Regions from separate parts of the Zea mays genome. Here region 1 is linked to region 2. Evidence: chromatin contacts called from public Hi-C data. All regions are on one chromosome and are shown on one strand. The core of a region is the stretch at or near the end of the contact, and the rest is flanking DNA. Distances in the headings are between cores, read along the strand shown.

Region 1 (3,085 bases), core at 411-2,910, 190 kb after region 2:
AGAGATTATAAAACGACATAATTCCATCATACAGAGACCAAATAAGACAAAGTTTGTGAGCTCAAGTTTCTAAAATAAGTCCCATGAAGTCAATCTTATAAAAAAGATAGATCAAAATATGGAGTGATTGCTAAAGTCAGGCATCAATTAAAACTGGATGCACTCCATATAAATTATGCTACTTCGTAGCAATTACTAACGTTTAAAACCAACAAATAACCTTTCATTTTACTGTTAGTGTGACAAATCATTGTTGCTCCATCCAATTCAGCAATCTCAAACACCATGTAGTCCATTGCGCCAATATGGTCTCAGAAACGACCTAATGTTTGTAAGAGCCAAGAACATCATGCCGTGCTTGGACTGTAGTCTCGGCCCGTAGTGCTGGCCCGACCCGACACGATTATTTTTTTATTTTACAAAAAAGTATATACCTATATACAATTTATATTCAATATTAAAAACATCTTAGCATGATGTTTTACTGGTTAGACAGCTTCACCTAGTGTCTCCCGTCCTTCTTCCATCAGGACATGGGTTCGAGCCCCACCTTCTGCACCGTTTTTAACATTTTACGCTGATTTAATTAAATGGGTCGACGGGTTAACGGGCTGGCCCGACATAGTTAGCAGGCCGGTATGACGTGTCTGGTCCATAGTTGTGGCCCGCGTGCGTCTAGCCCGTGTCGGACGCTATTTGGTCATCTATAAACGTGCAGCGAAACGACCGTTGAAACTGGTGCTTTAAGTATAGTATAGATATAGAAATACTCGTATTCATTTCTAACATTAATATTAATAAACATATAAAAAATTTAGTCTTTAGCGCATTCTTTGTCCGATTCTAGATTAGTACATTCAACAATATTCGGTTTATCTTCACGTATCTCCAAAGAAAACAAGATATTATCAACCCTATTTAAAAGATACCTTGCCCCATCCCCATGGGCCATGGCCCGGTTTATCTTTAATCGCGGCGGAGCTTTGCCCGGTTCAGACGCTGTATTAGGTATGATGACAACAGACATGCCAAGCTGTCATATCATATATTCGTAATAATACCCTCACCAGCAGGCATCCTACGCAGTTGACATTCGCCGCGCACGGGTATCAGGAGAACGGAGGAGACAGCTCACAGCTAGCCTAGCCAGCTCGGATCCAGTGCCAACGGCTAAAAACAGCACGGATTTGAGCGCAGAGTTTGAACAAATCTTTCGATCGATTTTTGAGTACACTGTCACCACCCCCAAGAGGCCAAGTAGCAGGACGTAAACAACGTCTGGGCCCTCCACGCCACAGCCTAGAGATTCCGAGCGCCAGCGAAGCCGCGCTTCACCCGTCCACCACCGACGTGCGGCCCTCCTCCCCTCGCATTTCCACCCTGTCTGTGTCTCGTCACCGCCGCCCCGGTCAAACGCAAAACCCACTCCTCCGGTCCTGTCCCCACCTTCCGCCAGCCCCGCCTGACCTGTGGGCCCCGTGCGGCCGGCTCACATGCGCTTCGTGCCCCGATAACCGGCGGGTAGTACAAGCGATTTTTAGGCGCTTTCCGTTATTTTTTACTCCTACTTTATTATTGTTTTTATTTTAATTTATTTACCGGGAGAGAGAGAGGCCGAGGGAGAGCAGTCTCTCCACACCAGTGCGGCTTTTCCTTTCCGTTCCACTCCACATCGATTCGCCTCCTCCGCTCTTTACTCTTCGTCGTACTCGTCTCCTCCCACCCGCAACCGCAGGGAGAGAAAGGGGAAGCCCGCCGCCGCCCCGGCCCCCAGCAACCAGCAGATCGGGACCTCTGTTCTGCGCAATCCATCCATGGCGGTACGTGCAAGGCTCTGCGCCGCCTCTCTGCCGTTTTCCTTGTTCCTTCTTATCCCCCCCCCCCTTCCCCACCCCGGTGGTGGTGTCAGCCCGTGGGGAATCGGTGTTTGCTGTCCTGATCGAGGCGAGCTCGCCTTGTGATGAGCTTCGGGACGACTAGTTCCGAACGGGGGGTTTTGTTTCTCCTGCTGGTTGCCATCAAAGTCACTCGCGTGGAGTGGCCGAGTGGTTGAGTGGGGGAACGTTTGCACGGGATGTCTTAGGACCAAGAAACTAGTGCGATTATCCTTTCTCGTGTGGTTGGGCAGCTTCGGCTGGCTTCAGGAGATCGATCGATTGATTTTATCCTGCGAGCCTTGGTACAACTATGTGTAGGGAGGAATCTTCTCCCGCCAGGGCGGGTTGGTTGGCGTTTTCGTTTTGGGTCCTGTTGCTTGTCGGCGTAGTCCATGCCTTTGCTTTGCCTCGTATGAGCGAGATTGATACATGATGCACTGTTCACTGCGACTACAGTCTGCAGCAGTCAATTATTTAGCAGCCCAGCCTTCAACTGTTGAGCGTGTAGATGCTGGAACGGGAATTTAGCCTAAGCGTTTACATTTAATTCGTCGTCTGCAACTCGCGCTCGTGGCTACTATAATCTAGAAGGGAAACAAACATGGCCTTAGTGTTTATCTGAATCGGATGCTTGGCGATTACTGCTCAGAATGTTGTGGAACTTGTTTTTTTGGAAGATACTGACATATCAAATTCCATTCTTTGTATTTTAGTTCACCGACCAATTTATCTGTTACAAACACAAGTAACGATCCTTCAGCCTATCCTTCATATCGATATATAGTCTGATTTTTTAAAGGGGCTGTGTTAAAGGGAATGTCGATTGGATCATGCCTGGAAATATCAGCATGGCAGCTGAATCTTCCCATGAAAGCTGTTCAACAGTACATGGCAACCACATGATTTTTTGGGAAACTGTTGACAACTTGACATGCCAACTCTTATCTTGCTGGTAGTTTGATCTCTAGAATAAATGTTCTGATTTTTTTGTAAGGCATATATGTTCTCATTTAACTCAGCTGTCAAGAGGTCACAACTCATATGTCAATAACTATGTTACATTACGTCTTTGACGCTAATGAATATTGATCCGCTAATATTTTCTCATGCCGGAATGCTATGTAATCAGAATTCATAATTCATGACTGCATGTATATGCTCTTCTGTTTTCTGAATATTCCATTTTCTCTGTATCATCATTCTCGGCA
Region 2 (3,274 bases), core at 371-2,870:
ACAGAGTGCTACACTAACAGTGGTGACTGCTCTATTACAAATGAGCATTTCGTAATTAAATCCTGGTGCCATAGTGCTACCGATTTGTATAGCTATTATGTATGTTTGCGATTATAACTACAAACTCCTCTTCAAAATAATAAGTAGCTACAAGTCATGCTATATAACACCCAAAGTTTGAATCCATAGAGCTGTCCACATCCTAAATTCTAACATAGAGCACTCAACACCAGTAACATATAAGGTCCAGTAGTGTGGCCCCATGGTACAAGATTCACTAGACAGTCTCCTTCCCTGCCACATATGGATGGGTATTTGGTGTTTACTCAGACTAATATAAATGTGTCTTCCAACACATGCACAGATGTCAAACGTAATAAAACCATCTCCTGTTATAAATAGCATCGATATTACCAAAATTAAAACTTTCATATAAACACAGCATTCAAGGTACTGCTAGAGCTAGACACTTCTTAATGCAATGATACGCATCTCTCCTGCGTATTCGAGGAGGCACTGCTAGACAACACATGTAAATGGTATTCTTATAACAACATTTCCATGCAACATGAACTAGTTAAAAAAGGTATTCTCATGAACCCACCAAAATAATCCAAAAAATAAATCTCCGGCTTCCCTTAGCTACTGTAAGTCCTTTAGTATAACTGAAACAACCACCAGCCACCAGAAAGGTGACAACTCTTGCACTGCTCAAACCCAACAGACCCTAACCAACAGCATTCCCCTCTTCAACACTGAAGAACTACTCACTCCGTCCCAAAATAGTATTCGTTTTAGCTCTCGGTTTTTATGTCTATATTCAAATAGGTGATGACACATACATTAAGTATTGTATGAATCTGATCATCTAAAATGAATTTTAATTTGGGACGGGGGAGTACAAAACTACGGGTGCCAAATTGCATCCACAATTTCAGCAAACGAAACTTAAAAGAAGCACTTGAGCTGGACCTCTGCACTCCTTCAGCATCCTCCACGCCGCTCAATGGAAGCTCAGCCGTCCAAACCTAACATCCCGAGCACCCAATTCGCACCAGAACCCCAACCACTAGCGCCTTAACTTCCAGCAACCTAAACCCTAAACTTGCCGAATTGTCCCGCCTGAGCCACAGATCCACGCAAAGCCCGACCCTAAACCATCGACTCCATGACTAAGGTTCGCAGCCAACCAAAACGGAGAAGCTTGGGGATATCTCACTTCGAGAAGCTTGGCGAGTTCGTCCGCAGGCGCCGGCGCCACCGCCTGCAGCTTCTCCCCCAGCTCCTTCAACTGCTCCACGGCCGCCATGCCCGGCCGCCGCGCCTGATCGACCGCCCAATTCGCGCACCGAGCTCGCAGCCCCCGCTTCAAAGCGCACTCGTTTGGGTTCTAATCTGAGAAGGAAGGGCTCCCTCGGCTTTTGGCTACTCTCGCGGTCTCGTCTCGCGCTGTTTCGAAATTGGCGTGAAGGGGTAGGGAGAGAGAGAGACGAATGCCAAAGCTGGTTTGAGAATTGGGATCGAGTCGGTCTGGTTTGGGTCTCGGAGTCCAGCCCAGCAGTTTGCCGTCCGGGTATGCTGCCGCCTGCCACACTGTTGCGATATTGAAATCGCGGCGCCCGTCTGTCCCGCAGGCACAGCCCTGCGGATGCGGCTGAGATGTGGCGCCGACACCGCGTGGGATCCACATGTCAGTGACTAATTCTGGGAACGGAGACGGTGGGGTGATTTCCGGGCCGTTTTTTATTTTACAACACTCTTGGCGTGCGTGGGTTGACTGTGTTCAGCGATGCTGTACAGTGTGGTCGTAGCCCGTTTGGCACGAGTATTCACTCGTGTGAGTGTCCATGCATAATTTTTTTTGGGTTGTTTGTATTATTGTATTCAGCATAGATATAGCTTGTGTTTGATGTCTACATCAGAACGTGTATTACATATAAGTGTATAAACAAATATTCAAATATTATACAGTATAGATGGTCCAGTTTTGTTCCTAAAAATATTATGAACATAAAAATGAAATTGGTATAGTGATTAAATCTTTTAATTAGAAGATATAACAGAAAAAATCAAACACAATCTTGAAGTCCGTGCCATAGCATGCGCACAAGCTTCACGCGCGCGTACCCGCCTCCTAGCCATCGTTGCTCAGCCTGGATGAGCTTTGGGCGTGTTCGACTGGCTACAAGCCGACACTGTTGCAGCTGTTTGGATTGCTGCAGCTGCAATCCATAGAGAGAAAAATACTGTAGAAGCCGCAGCCGCAGCCGGATTGCAGCCGCAGCAAGCCGCAGCGAACAAGCTGTTTGTTTTTTTCATCACCCGCGCCTCGATATGATTGTCCGTGAAACCTTAAAGGGGTGTTTGGTTTCTAGGGACTAATTTTTAGTCCCTCAATTTTATTCCATTTTAGTCCCTAAATTACTAAATATAGAAACTAAAACTTTATTTTAGTTTCCCTATTTAACAATTTATAAACTAAAATGGAAAAAAGTGGAGGGACTAATGTTTAGTCCCTATAAACTAAACACCCTTTAAGAGCAGACGACCAATCACATGGTATACTTTTTACCTCCTATATCACATTATCATGCCCGTATATATCTCTTTCTCTTATAGCAGTTCATACTAAGCCGGACGGAAAACGTGCCGCTGGTGCAGCCACGTCTACCCAAAATAGCTCAATCGTCAGATTCCAAAACTACGGCCACTAGGGTCTTCCACCCACGCGAAAGGGCGTCTCTCCAGCAGCTGCGAATCTAGAACATTCGACACTCCAGCCGAATAATCGGTCGCGATAACAGCGCCCTCTCTGCCTCTCTCCTAGTGATGTCTCCATCGTCATCCTCCTCCTTTGCCTCCCTCCCAAGTCCCAACGTCGTGTTTGCCGTCCTCTCCCTCTGCCTCCACATCGTCTCCGTCGGCCAGCCCGCCCCGTCACCCGCACTACGACAGTTCTCAGCTAGCTCGTCTAACGCTCAGCCACCGAAGCCATTGGAGAGGGGATATGGGATGTCCCTGGTGACGATGCGGCTGCCGCAGCACACTGAGCGCGCGGGCTCACCGAAAACCTGCAGTGTCTTTTCCAAGCGTGTTCGCGCCGTCACCTTCGTTGTCCCAGTCCTGTCTCGCGGCTGCTGGTCCTGTGCGCTGCCCCTGGACGCCCACACCGTCGACGCCATAGACACCTCATAGGTAATCATGATCCCTAACCCCACTTGCCTTTTGTGCGGGCCACTGGTTCGCAAGTATTTAGTTGATTCGTACACTATGG

The links. A called contact is a pair of places that touch in the nucleus more often than the background predicts.
Region 1: a contact with region 2 is called in a Hi-C map of bundle sheath, with 2.5 times the contacts expected there. The contact joins the promoter of LOC541680 here to the promoter of LOC103631385 in region 2. A contact is called at or near these places in 11 of 25 Hi-C or Micro-C datasets (bundle sheath, ear, endosperm and 4 more).

Annotation. Positions count from the first base shown.
Region 1 is chr6:130,682,378-130,685,462 of Zm-B73-REFERENCE-NAM-5.0, forward strand. LOC541680 reads left to right here and starts at 1,661. Exons shown (of 3, transcript NM_001111430.1): 1 at 1,661-1,820. The coding sequence starts at 1,815.
Region 2 is chr6:130,494,339-130,497,612 of Zm-B73-REFERENCE-NAM-5.0, forward strand. It overlaps LOC103631385 (sister chromatid cohesion protein PDS5 homolog A), which reads right to left and starts at 1,621. Exons shown (of 33, transcript XM_020539482.2): 1 at 1,220-1,621. The coding sequence starts at 1,309.